Linked DNA regions of Zea mays: region 1 is linked to region 2. Evidence: chromatin contacts called from public Hi-C data. All regions are on one chromosome and are shown on one strand. Each heading gives the region's core, a stretch centred on a gene start, on an enhancer-like site or on the middle of the called end of the contact. The rest is flanking DNA. Distances are from core to core; before and after follow the strand shown. Region 1 holds the start of LOC100193823 (non-green plastid inner envelope membrane protein). Region 2 holds the start of LOC100274594 (putative LRR receptor-like serine/threonine-protein kinase IRK).

Evidence for each region. Hi-C and Micro-C count contacts between places; a contact is called where the count stands out from the background.
Region 1: a contact with region 2 is called in a Hi-C map of leaf, with 3 times the contacts expected there. The contact joins the promoter of LOC100193823 here to the promoter of LOC100274594 in region 2. A contact is called at or near these places in 5 of 25 Hi-C or Micro-C datasets (ear, endosperm, leaf and 1 more).

The regions. Positions count from the first base shown.
Region 1 is chr3:189,966,788-189,973,344 of Zm-B73-REFERENCE-NAM-5.0, reverse strand. It overlaps LOC100193823 (non-green plastid inner envelope membrane protein), which reads right to left and starts at 4,721. Exons shown (of 7, transcript NM_001138905.1): 1 at 4,285-4,721; 2 at 3,535-3,925; 3 at 2,828-2,998; 4 at 1,590-1,636; 5 at 1,471-1,508; 6 at 563-649; 7 at 179-471. The coding sequence starts at 4,533. The coding sequence ends at 565.
Region 2 is chr3:189,821,292-189,828,430 of Zm-B73-REFERENCE-NAM-5.0, reverse strand. LOC100274594 (putative LRR receptor-like serine/threonine-protein kinase IRK) reads right to left here and starts at 5,678. Exons shown (of 2, transcript NM_001148947.3): 1 at 4,164-5,678; 2 at 2,134-3,714. The coding sequence starts at 5,545. The coding sequence ends at 2,247.

The DNA.
Region 1 (6,557 bases), core at 3,472-5,971, 150 kb before region 2:
TTAGAGGAAACAACTAGATCGTACCACTGCAGGTACCCTTTACAACTTATCATCTGTTTGTTTACGAGCAAACGAGAAGGTACATAATACTAACCCTGATTGTTTTCAGCCATTTCACTAAACATTGAACGCTTCACTTAATCACTTCTATCCCCATGCAATAAACACCAGACAAACTGAACTGATAACTACATGACCTTCGAAGGTCGTTTATTACTGTTGTTTAAGCGGGCCTGACATCGGAGTATATTACACGAGTAAAGGAACAAAGGAGTGCGGGAAGTGGGCCAGATAAGCAAACAATTCTTTTGAATCCATGTATCATCACGCAGACATCTTAGACGCTAGGACCGAGCTTTGCCTCAATTGAAGGCCGATGAAGAAAATGGAAAGGAAGAGACCATAATCTTCTGGGTCTACGTCCCACTGACCATCTGACTCGTCCCAGTGCTGCATGAGATACGATTTAAGCTGTTGATCATGTAATAATCCTATTACCTGTTTGTGCGATGCACATAGGAAAGCACATAAAAGTATAAAACCAATATTATGTAAGGGTTACCATTAATTCGCTGAATCATTCTTGCTGCTCAGATCTTTGGGGTTACCAGTTGCAATGCGATAGAAGTAAAATGCTGCCACCACTCCACTGCAGCACAATTGAGAATTAGCCTCATACACAACAAGAGATTCTTTTTTGAGACCAAACAAAAATGGCTGTAACTGCTAAACAAGACATAAAAAAAGCTTAAGCACTGAAAGATGAGGGATTTGAACTTTAGTGTTCAAGTTAAGCTACAAGATGGTTAAATCGATGAACAGTAATATATGATTAGCTATGATAAGCTTTAAACAGCCTATCATATGCACCAATTGCTTAGAAGAAATATCACACGTTTTTGGTCGATCAAGGTATATACAAATACAGAATGCCAGCTGGATGTCTAGCAGGGAAGTTTGTGGGCTGCATGTAAAGAAAAAGGTATCTACAAGTAAAGAATCAAGTAAACACCAGATTCTTAGTCATATTCTCCAGGTGTAGAAGTAAAAGTGGGCTGCAGTTTTAATAAGTGCACCATGACAGGGAATACGGAGACATAACATTGCTGGATCAAACAGATCGGTAATAGTATGGTTTTGGAAGGATTACAGTTCAGCAGCTTTATACTGAGAGGCGATGCAACAGAAAATCACAGTAAAGTTGAAATGCAAAAGAATATGAAAATATTACATCCATCAAAAGAAAGTCATGTACAGTTGTACACTGAACTGCAGCCTTCTAGTCACAAAAACTAAGAAGCACAAAAACATGTTTTTGTGAGTTATGCTGGCAACACAAGCACAGGTTCAGCCGTTCAGGCACATAAACGTGTGATGAGCCCATGTAATATCATCACAAATCACTGCATGTTTCTTTGGGTGCAGAATGAGAATAATAAATGCAATTTAAAAGGTCAGACATGTACTAACCTGAGAAGAACAATGAAGATTTTTGGGAACCAACCATTCTACAGGGTGGAAAGAGATGGACCAAATTAAATTTTGTACATAATAAATTTTATAGTTTATGTTACTGCTACAAAGTTTACCTGGAGTAGAACTGAAAACTCCCTGAAGAAGATGACAAGAGCTATTGCTGCATGCAACAAGTGAAACACCTCATGAAATAACTATTTAAACCCTTACAATGTCATGACTTTCAGATATAAATGTAAACAAGTCTGTACTCCCAAGATGATAATAAGTATGTAATGAATCAAGCATTGCTTATAAGTGTAAGCCATCATAAAACTTAGCAGTTAGATTTAAGACAGACCCAGTGCTGGCGGCTCCCACATGAGTGGGGTCTGAGGAAAGAATAACCAAGGCAAGCCTTAACGCTGTTTTTGCAGAGAGACTGCGTCAAACCGAGGACCTTTGGCTCAGTGGGAAGGCTTCTCACCACTGTGCCGGGCCTGTCCTTCACTTAGCAGGCAGATTATGAAATTTAATAGTAAAAGCCTAGATGTTATGTACCGAGACCTGACCAATAATTTTGTATCATGACACTCAGTCTCATCCAATAAACCCAACATGTTCAAATGTCTTCTATAATGCAATGGGGGAAAACGACAGAACATGCTGGACTTATTGTGGTAGCATAAACTTTAATCTGGTCCAAACCAAAATACTAAGGATCGAGGAATTTTAGGACAACTTTGGATAAAGAACAAGAGCAATTCATAAACCCAACTTGGACAGGAAACCTTATAGAAATTACCATATACAACTTCTGTAATTTGATAAATGAAAATTTATTTCTGTGCTGCGGCTATATGAACAACTCATGACTACAAGCAGCCAGTGATTTTACTTTATCCAAGTTACGAGAAATCTGATCATTATGCATAATGGAACAGTAAATGTCACATATAAATGCCTGCCAAAATCAGTGGATTTGGAACTTGCACTAACAGCACAAGAACTTAGGAAGACACATTAAGACTTGATTATCAAAGGAACACTGTTAGTGCACAAGTATAACACAAAACTTCTTGAAAAGAACAATCAAGTCTATAAAGAAGCAAGAAAAAACTTTACAGAACAAATAGTATTGTGGAAAGTAACCTTCTGGATTTGATACTCACTGATAATCCTTCTATTTTGACTTCTATATACCATATCATGTTTATTTTAATCCTATGAATCTTACAAGTATGTCAAACAAGCATAGTACCATACACAACACAAGTTCGAGGCCACAAGTATGCTCAACAAAGGTTCTTAAATAATGAAAAGAACATATATGTTAAAGCAAGGCAAGGATGATGAATCAAAATGAACTAACCAGCTTGCCCTTTCACCAAAAGACGAGGCCGACGGTCGCCTTCTCTATGTGATCTCAAACTTGAGATACCTAGAGTCAACAGTGCAAGGCCAAGAACAATACCAAAACGAAGAGCAGAGGTACTTCCAGTCAACATGAAGTTGAGGAAACCCCCTACTGTAAGAAAGGTACCTACAAAAGGTGATGCAAGAATAACTTTAACCCTTCCAGTCAGCATGAAATTATATCAACAGCTAATTGACGGTACAAAACATCACATGGTCTAGTTTTCGGGTGTGTCATCTAGATCCATGTACTATTCAATGTCACAGGAACCCCTATTACCTATTTAAAGTATGTCATCTAGATCCATGTACTATTAAAGGTCACAGGAAACCCCATTAACTATTTCAGGTGTGTCATCTAGGTCCATGTACTATTCAAGGCCACGTCACCGGTTGGACTGAGGTGGAACGCCATGTCAGTTGTGCATGGACCTAGATGACACACCCTAAAAAGTTAATGGGTTCCTGTAACCTTGAATAGTACATGGACCTATATGACACACTTTAGATAGTTAATGGAGGTTCTTGTGACTTAGAATAGTACATGGGTCTAGATGATACAACGAAATAATTCATGACTGCTGATGCACTTTACTCTTCTCAACCCAAGGTAACGAAATTAAATTGCACTGAAAATTTCACCAGTGTAGAACATTGACATACCAAACGGAATGCCAACATGATAATCCTCATACTCTGATGGCCAATTCAATCTCCCAAGAGCCCTGAACGTTGTTGTAATATCCTTGATCGAGTCTGGGGAGTTCCGAGCTGCCATCACCAGATATTCCTGTCCCTCCTGACTAACCTCGGTAGCGATCACGCTGAGGTCCTTTTGTGCTTTGTCTGCCTGTATCTTCAGCTTCTCAGAGGCTTCCAGCAAGACCTCCCTCGCCCTCTTGGAGTAGACATCATATGCCTGCATTGACAGGGCCTGCATCCGCAGGGCCTCAGCCTTGAACTGCTCCAGCATTACCTTCCAAGCTTCCTGAGCCTCCTCGGGCTTTATCTCCTCGTTGCTGTTATCCTTGTCATCGCCCACCTCTGAACCCTCCTGAATCCAGCACCAGGATATAGATAATTTAAGCGCCAGCGTTCAGCGACTGAATCATGAAATTTACCATAACAAAGTGAACGAAACATCGCGAGGAGCCCAGTAATCGCAATCAGCATCGCCATACGACAGATAGGCTACACTCTACACCCATTACATTCAGGAAAGTGAAACGAAGCACCTGAATCAACATTTTATTGCCGGAATTTTTGTGGCAGCGTAGAGAAAAGGGGAAGGTGAAGCTACGAAAAATGACTTAGGGAGAAACAAACAAAAAAAAACACACGCCTGAGGAGAGGAGAATCTCGTCGCCGGAAACGGCGAGAGACGCAGGGATCTCGGAGAGAGGGTTGACTCACAGTTTGCTCCCCTGCTAGGGCGGCGACGACGCGGCGGCCCCGGGGTGCTCCCCTCCCCGCGAAACAGTGACCGGCCGAAACCGCCCGGAGTGAAACCTCGAGGCGGCGATTGGACGAGAACGAGGAGCGCGCGAGGCGTATGGATGGGGTGGACGCGAGGGGGTGAAAGGCGGTGGCGGCGCCCGCGCGTGCGGGCTGGGAGGAGCTCTGGAGCGAGGCGGTGGCGGCGTGGAGGAGAGTGGCAGCCATCGGGGTGGGCGACGGGGCGTCCGCGCCGTCTCGGCAAGGGGGGGAGACAGGAGGGAGTGCCGAACTGGCGAGTGGCGTGGTGGGAACGGCGGAATGGTGGAGACGGCGGAGGGGTGGGCCGCGGGCGGACAGCTGAAGCCTGAAGGAAGATTGTCCGGGTGGGGGATAACGGGGAGTTTTGTGGGGTCTCTTTGGGGGGCTTTTGGCCAGTTTTGGTGGGGCGGTCTGTGTGAGCGGGTGGTTTGTTGCGTGGGGGCTCGGCTATGGCGGTGCTTTTGGGAGGGATCTGTTGGCTGTTGCACTCCTATCGGCAGCGGCTACCCTTTTTCAGCAGGTTTTGGAGTCCGGTATTTCGCTGAGGGAATGTATCATGTGCTGGTCGACCTCGGGTTTACAGGATCATTTTTAATCTGCTCCGGGCGCAAACCTATTCTGGATTCTGCTCTGCTCTTTGTTAAGTCGTGTTTGGTATGGTTATAGAGAAAACTACAAGAAGGAGCTAGTCAAAGCTTGTCAAACATTTAAACTCTCAAATTATAAACTTTATAGAGTTTTCATAGCTATACTACTAATTTTTGGATAATTCTTTTGGTACTCTGAAATCTCTAAAAAACAACTTAGATATGGAATTTGGAGTTATTGTTTATGAGGAATCAATCTAAACTTTAAGACAAAACTGCTCCACCTAGAGTTTTGAAATCGAACTGCTCTGAAGTAGAGCATACTTATGCCAAACACATCCTAAACATGTAATTGTAATGTGAGTACCGCCCTTTTCTGCTCGTATTTTTGTGTGATTTTCGTTGATTTTCACGTGGACCCTGCTAGCAGATTGTGGCATGGCGCACACGAGCGTGCTGCGGTGCCCACCCGAGGACGCGAGAGAGTAAACAAGCGATTAGAACAAAAAAATGCACATTAGGACAGCTCCAACACTGGTACAACTAGCTTGTAGTGTGTTTTATTCAACAAATAATAATAATAATAATAATAATAAGATAACTCTTCATAAAAAAAAACTAAGCTCATAATTTTATGGTTATATATTTTTCTAGTTGAAGATCATATCAAAATTTTCTTTATAGCATTTTCTTTTTACCTTTGATTGTATATCATATTTTATAAAAATAAATAGTATAGATTGGGTCTCGACTAGCGGGACAGGTAATTTTTTTATTTTTAGGGCTAGTTTGGAAACTGTTGGAGACTTGTTTTCAAATGCTAAGAGTTAAGAACAAGGCAACGTGAAAAAATGTTAAATGTTAGAGTCCTTCGTCCTTCGAAGCATTATCTCCTTTTGGATATAATGAGTCCCGGACGAAGGTTATGAAGGATAAACCTTCATAAGTGTAATAAATGACAAAGATGAATTCATATGCAAGATATGAAAAATAACATAAACACTTTAAACATTACTATTAACTTATTTTTATTTTCATTATTGTATCAACCATAGCAAATTATGAATGTACCTTCGGCTCGAACGAAAGTAAGGGTACAAGCGTGATGCAAAAGTGAATGCCCAGTCCGCGTGAACAGTACCGGAATACTGTTCACCTATTTATAGGCACGGGTCGCAGTCCATGCAAAATTACATCCAGGTCCTTTGCCTATGACAACAACTCTATAGTAATTTATCTGGGTCTAGATAGTCTTTTCCTCTTTAAGTCGGTTTCCTTTTTTCTGCCATCATGCCGAAGCTCCCTTGCGTACAACTTCGTGATTAGCTTGTCCTTCGTCATAATCACCTTTCGTCTCGCTCAGGCTTCGTCCTGACCATGCTCTGTATGCTCATGATCCGAATCCGAAGATACATGTTCACATATTTCACTTGGAAAACATTGTCAAATTATGTTTTTAAGGACCTTCGGAAGCCGAAGGCCCCCAACAGTAACCCCTCGCAATATTAATTTGTTAGAGTGATAAATTCAGATTGCGACATGGACGAAGGTCTTAAGCCGAAGGTCCGAAAAAACACCTTCCCTTTGCTAGAATAGCAACAGTCATTGACAAGCGGGACCCTC
Region 2 (7,139 bases), core at 4,429-6,928:
CACAGACCTGGTGCTGTGCGGCGGCCAGCAGCAGCGCCGGCGCGTGCTTTGAGCCGTCGACGGCTACCCTCGCTCGCCTCTCTCGGGTGGTGCTGGGCCGCTGCCCTCCGCCGTCGGCAACGGTCGAGGCAAACCACACGCGGACGGGATGCGCCAGCAGCGTCCCGGCTGCACCTGCACGCCACGCCGGCACGTAACGTAAGGCAAGCAAAACACTAGCTAACGGAACGGGACACGGACAGCATCCTCGACCTCGAGTTAGGGAGGGCACACACTTCGGGGGGTGTGTACGTATAAATTTCTCGCGGTAGACATATGTGACTCATCTGTGGACTGTGGGACGACTAGTGTGTGCTATGGGTCAATCACACACATCACATGGTGCGTTACGCTCCGAATCTTCGCAGCAGCAACGCGACAAAGCTGCCCGGCGATCCCCAAGGCACAATCACAGTCTCTCAATGCACACAGTGATACTAACAATGTAGACGTTGCTTTTGAGTGAATCGAAAGCGATCCACGTACGGCCCACACGCAGGAGTACTACTTTCTTTAACCTTTTTTTTCTCTCTCTGTAGGGTGGTGTACTAGGCTGCACCAGCTGCCAATGCTCGATATAAATTCGCGTGGTAATGGTAAGGCATAAGAGGAGGAGTACTCAATCCCCCGTGATTAAAAGCAAACCCGAGTGTACTCATATGCACTCACTCGACCGACATGGCATGCTTCGTCTACACGCCTACGGAGGAGGACACTGCTTTCCCTTTATAAGAAAAATCTAGCTGTTCACTGTTTTTTTTAATCTTTATCATCACGGTCACGGTCACGCCTCATCAGTACCCAGGCTTCGTCCTGTCGGTCCTTCTTCACTCAGGTAAGCTCGAGAGGAGATCGACCTTGTGTTCCGCGGCGGTCGCCCGCCAGCACGTCACCCACACAAAAGGGTGGTGCATGCATCCCCTTTATCATTGGCGCACCGCGCGCACGCTGCATCGAGCGAATTTCTTTTTCCGGACGGTTCATCTGGCGAATTTCAAATACTAAGCTCAACAAGATATCTTTATCTTTGTATTCACGCCCGCGATTTCTTCATTTATTCGTGTGTGTGTGTGCCTCTGTATTCCAAAATCTGGCAATTCGGAAATGGCGGGTGCTGCCCCCGTGTGGAAAGTTTTGCTCCGTGGCAAACAAACAAACAAAAAAGGAGCCATTCTCGACAGATCTCCGGCCCCGCCACCCCACCCCACCCCACTCGGTCGGCAGCCTCGCCGGCGCCAGCGCCGTGATGAGTAGTAGTAGTGCTGTCTGAGGCCTTTGCGTTGCGATTGCGCCTCGTTTACGGTTTTTACTCCTAGCACTAGCGATGGCGAGCAGAGCAGGGACAGGACAGCAACAGATCGGCGCCGGCCCGGGCAGCAATGAGGTGAATGCTGCCTGCGTGCTGCTGGAATTATTGCACGAGGTGGAGTGGGACGAGGACCAGAAGTTGGTGCCGCATTTAATTCTTGAACGAGGCCATTCAATCCCCGTGGTGAATACTGGTGGCGCGGCGCCGGCGTCGCAGCGGTGAGCCAGTGACGTAAATGTGCGATGAGCACCCCGCCCCCCCAAGCCTTTTGGAACCTAGCTAGGGCAGGTCGTTTTCCAATTTCCATGGACTCTGCCTCTTGCTTACTAATTTGTGAGTCTAATGAACCTGCTGCTTTGTTCTACACCTCTATACTACTAGCTATACACTGGCGATTCTTGATTTTATCACTGAACAAGTACAAAAAAATATTTATGACACTTGAAGTTGAAGAAATGCTGGGCAACTGAATCATGTTTCTTTTTTTAAAAAAAAAACAGGAAACACTAGATGCAGACATATTAAATGAAGAAATCTTCAGCCATTTAATCAGTCAAACAAAAGTCGCACTATCAGCAGAACATTCCTCCAGTTATGCCGAGGTAATCAGCAAACCTGGCCTGCGTTGCATCGAGTCATACCTACATGATCTACAAGCTCATCCAACCAAGGAATCATCAAAGAATTTCAGAGAAGCAACAAACAGCCTTCCATTGCATCCCTTCAGCTTTCAACACAATAATACAAACTTCCCACTCTCCCAAGTCTGAACCACCCCCCTCTCCCTCTCCTTTCTTCCCCATCGGGCAACCATATATGCATCCGAGAGAAGAAAAAAAAAACACAAAAGAGAAGGCTCTCAAGGTGAACTAGAACAGAATCTCCCGACGGCCGGGGCTCAAACCAGCTCATCCTCGGCGATATCTCGAGGATTCCTCACCAGCTCGAGCATGCTCACGACCTCACCCATGCCAGGCCGGTTCGACGGCACCTGAGAGGTGCACACAAGGCCCAGCTTGATGACCGGCAGGGCCTCGTCCATGGGGAACTCGCCGCGCAGCCGAGGGTCGACGCAGTCCTCTGGCCTGCCTTCCTCCAGCGCGCCTCTGACCAGGTCACACAGGACAACCACGTCGTCTTCCAAGTACTCCACGGGCCTCCTGCCCGTCAAGGCCTCCAGCAGAAGCACCCCGAAGCCATAGACGTCGCATTTCTCGGTGATCTTCACCGTCTTGCACGCAAACTCTGGCGCCATGTACCCGAGCGCGCTCTGGACCTTACTGCTCAGGACGTACCGGTCCAGCATCGGCAGCAGCTTGGCGAGGCCGTAGTCACCCACCTTTGGCTCGCCGTTGCTGTCCAGCAGCACGTTGCTTGACTTGAGATTGTAGTGGATGATGCCGTGCTGGTGCAGGTAGGTCAGGCCCCGGGCAATGCCGAGGATGATGTCGAATCTCTCCATCCAGGAAAGTAAGCTGTCTTCGTTGCACTCGTGCAGGTGTTTGTGCAGGTTTCCTCCAGGTAGGTAATCATAGATGAGGAGCTGCAGTGACGAAGTCCAGTAGAAGCCTCTGAGCGCGACGATATTGTGGTGCCGCACCTTGCTGAGCGTCTTCACTTGTCGCTCGAAGTCATCCTTTGACTTGACCAAGCTAGAGACTGTAAGCTTCTTGATGGCTACCGGCTGTCCGTCTCTGAGCACCGTCTTGTAGACTGCCCCAAAGCCTCCACGCCCAAGCTCACAGTCTTTGTTCAACAACGCGTGCCCACCGGCGCTGAACTCAGGGCTGCCCTTGCCAAACATGACAAGCTTCCCGGAGCTAGCGTCATTCTCTGGGGACTGACTGAGGTAGTCATCGGACAATGCAGTAGCAGGTGCTGAGCGTGGGGCAGCCGCACGGGCCCGGACGCGGCGATTGAGCACGGATATGGTGATCACTCCGATAGCAATGGCCGCGCCGCCCGCAATGGCAACGAGGGTGGAGATACTCAGTATGATTTTCTTGTGATGCATGTTGCTAGGGGCACTGGGTGTAGCCTGCCATGAGGGATTTGATGAGGAGTTTGGGTTGAGCACAATAGGCTTTGGCATAACTGCGCTGCACGAATCATTCTTCCGTGAGCTACACAGACCAGAATTGTCCACGAGGAAGGACTCGGGGATGTTGTTGAAGAAGCGGCTGTGTGGCAGATCCCCTGTCAGCATGTTGTGGGAGACGTCAAAGATGTGGAGGCTAGGCAGATTGGATAGCTCCACTGGTAGGGTCCCGTTCAGCTTGTTCTGAGATAGATTGACCACTTGGAGGCTGGTCAGGTTTCCCATGGTGCTAGGAATCGGCCACGTCAGGTTATTGTGTGAGAAATCCCTGCATTGGAAGAGCACAACTTTGTATCAGTCATAACGATTTCTGAGGTGGATCATACTAACTAAATGTACAGTACATTGAGCTTTTAATTGATCTGAACAGTTATCTAGTTTGAGAACGAGTGTTCCAAATCATGCTGATGTAGACATTTGACTTCAGTTTTGGGTGTATCGAGGAAAAGAAAAGGAGTACAGGCAGGAACAAACACAGACCCATAGTTTTCGGTTTGGGGTCCCAAACAGAAAATACGACATCACTGTCCTACAACACTGTCTACAACGTCTCTGCAACCTAGGAAACCGAAACCCAGCAAAGCAAAGCAGTCATGAAAGCAAAAACAAATAGACCTAGTCAACTTCACTCACAAGCAATCCCAATGACGTCAATTTTCATTCCAGAATATGAGTAGAAACCTTTTTTTATGGGAAATAATTTACCGTATTACTTACAGTGCAACGAGGGAGCTGCAGTTCCCAATCTGTGCCGGGATGCGTCCCGTAAGCGAATTCCTTCCCATCCTCAGGTCCCGGAGCGCCACCGCACCGCCGATCTCCGGCGGCACGGTTCCTTCAAGTCGGTTAGCGCTCACGTCCAGAACCTCGAGGAGCCTCAATCCACCAATGCCGGCCGGCAGCTGCCCCGAGAAGGAATTCGAGGACAGGTTAAGAGACTGCAAACCCGCGAAGGCAGTGATCCGCAGCGGGATCTCGCCGGAGAACGCGTTGCACGACAGGTCCAGCACACGAAGCGCCATTGCTGCGTCGTCGGCCACCTTCACCCACCCATTCAGCTGGTTGCCTGCCACCGAGACGCGCTGCAGCGGTAGGCCGAACACCCACCAGGGAAGATCGCCGGTGAGCGCATTGCAGCTTAGGTCGATCTCCACAAGGTTCTTGCAGTTCGCGATAGTGTAGGGAATGTTGCCGGCAAATCGGTTGCCCGATAAATCAAGGCGCTCCAGCGCCCTTATTTCCCCGATCCATGCTGGCAGCTCCCCTGCAAGCGCATTGCCGCCGGCGCCGAGGAACTGCAGACCGGCCAGCCTCCGGAGCGAGTCCGGAAGGCTGCCAGTGAACAAGTTATGCCCCAAACCCAGTGACTTCAGCAGCGCCGCCTCTCCAACATCTGCCGGTATCTCCCCGGCGAGGAGGTTTCGGCTCAAATCCACCTCCCGTAGCGAGCTGGTCCGGGGGAATCCACCGGGCACACTCCCGGAGAGCTCGTTGCCGGAGAGGTCGAGGGACCGGAGCGAAGGCAGCGACCAGAGCCCGTCCGGGATGGGACCGGCGAGGCGATTGGACGAGAGGTTGAGGGACACGAGCGATGCGCAGGACGCGACGGCGGGCGGGATGTAGCCCGAGAGCTGGTTGTGCGCGAGGGAGATGGCGCGGACGGCACGGCATTGGGCGAAGAGCTGCGCGGGGACGGGCGCGGCGAGGCGGTTGGAGGAGAGGTCGAGGGCGCGGAGCCGCGGGAGCGCGGTTAGGAGGTTGGGGGGCACGGGGCCGGAGAGGTTGTTGCGCGGGAGTGCGAGGGAGAGGAGCGCGTCGAGGCGGAGCAGCGCGTGCGGCAAGCGGCCCGAGAGCGACGCCGCCGGGAGAGAGAGCGAGGTGACGCGGCCCGTGCGCGCGTCGCAGCCAACGGCCGGCCAGGAGCAGGGACGATCATCGTCCTCGGTCCACGTCGCGAGGCGGCCCGACGGGTCCGAGATGTCCATCTTGAAGACCACCAGTGCGAGCACGTCGTCGGTGAGCGCGCTCGTGGTGGCGGACACCGCGAGGAGTAGCGCGGCGAGGAGCAGGAGAGGGCAGACGGCGGCGGCGGTGGCCATCGCGACACGGCTAGGGGGACGAGGAGGGTGGAGGGATCACAGCGGTGCTCTTTCCATTTGCGCGGGGCAGTTCTGGTGCAGTGCAGTGCGGGGAAGGGGGAGTAGTGGCCAGTGCAGCGCGGTGGTGGGCGTGGTCGCGGCGTGGAGCAGTCAGCCAGTCACCAGTGGGGAGAGGGGAGAAGCGAGTAGGAGAGGAGGCCCCTTGCGCTATTAATGTGCTACGGCTTACGAGTACTCGAGTAGAACAAATAGAATGGACAAAATTATATGTTTTTTTTCATTTTCCATGAGTTTTCGCCTGAATGGATATGATCTTTTTTTCTCAAAGAAAGGATATGATTTCTGAAAATTTAGAGTAAAATGTATCAGCCGACTTTGAATTTGTCGTGTTGTGTTACTTAGGTCTCCAAATTCTAAAAAACACCGTTGTTGTAATTTGGTTGGTCTGTCCAAAACCAAGGTTTGTGAAAGCCCCATGAGGGGTATCATAAATTTTATCACCAAATACAAAAGCTCAAACCTAGGTTAGGCGATTTTTGCTAGTGTTGCTCTTATGATTGCGGAATTACTTTGGAAGCAACAAAATTGATTTGGAATCAAGCGTAAGCAAGAGAACTTAGAGAGAGGGAGAAGAAGAAACAAATCACAATCAAACTCAATAGGAAGACATGGTGATTTATTTTCCGAGGTTCGACTCTCAAGAACCTACGTCCCTGTTGTCTGTTGAGGAGTCCACTAAGGGCATATCTTTTTCAACCTTTTCCCTATCTCAAACGATCGCTTAGACCGTTTGAGTATCCTTTCTCAAATATAAAAGATCAAAGTCTCCGCGAGGATCTCCACACAAACTCAAAGTCTCTCGCTAGCTTTTACAAGATTGAGAGTGAGGGTGAGGGAGAAAGAAACTCAAGAACACTAGAACTGATCACAACAAACTCAAAACAAATACTCCGCAAGGCACTAAGACTTCTCTAGCTCAATTCTATTGAATGTGGCACTTGGGAGGATTTGGATGACTTGGAGTTGTTGCAAGCAATAAATTAATGTTTGGTGTACCTCTAGTGTTTCTTAAATGTTGAATGAGGGTATTTATAGCTCCAACCACCCCCACATAGTCATTAAAGAAAAGTGGGGAAATAGTTTTGACAGCGAGTACATTGGACCCCCTACGGTGTTAGTCCATTGCACCACCGAACCTTGTCAGTCCGTCTTAGCAGGCAACCGTTTTGATGGGTCAGATGAACAGTAACATAGTTCGATGCACCACCAGACCTTCCACGTCAGTGCCACATTAGATTTGACGTTCGATCCTAAAGAGAGTTGTTGCTGCTCTGAAGGCCCAGTGCACTAGGTCGAAGAAACCCTTTTTCATCCCTCTCTGAAAACTGGCCCGGATAGTCACCGGACCAGTCCAATGCATCAATCACCAGAAGTCAAGTTTCTGGGCTCTCTACGTAAACAGTCGAGTGCACCATCGGTCCGGTGCAACACAGTACAACCCAATTCTTGAAAACTTATCCAATTCTTCTTCAACTTGATTTGGTTGCACTTGAGAGTGTTCCCATAACTTAGACAAACATATCTAGAGACTATC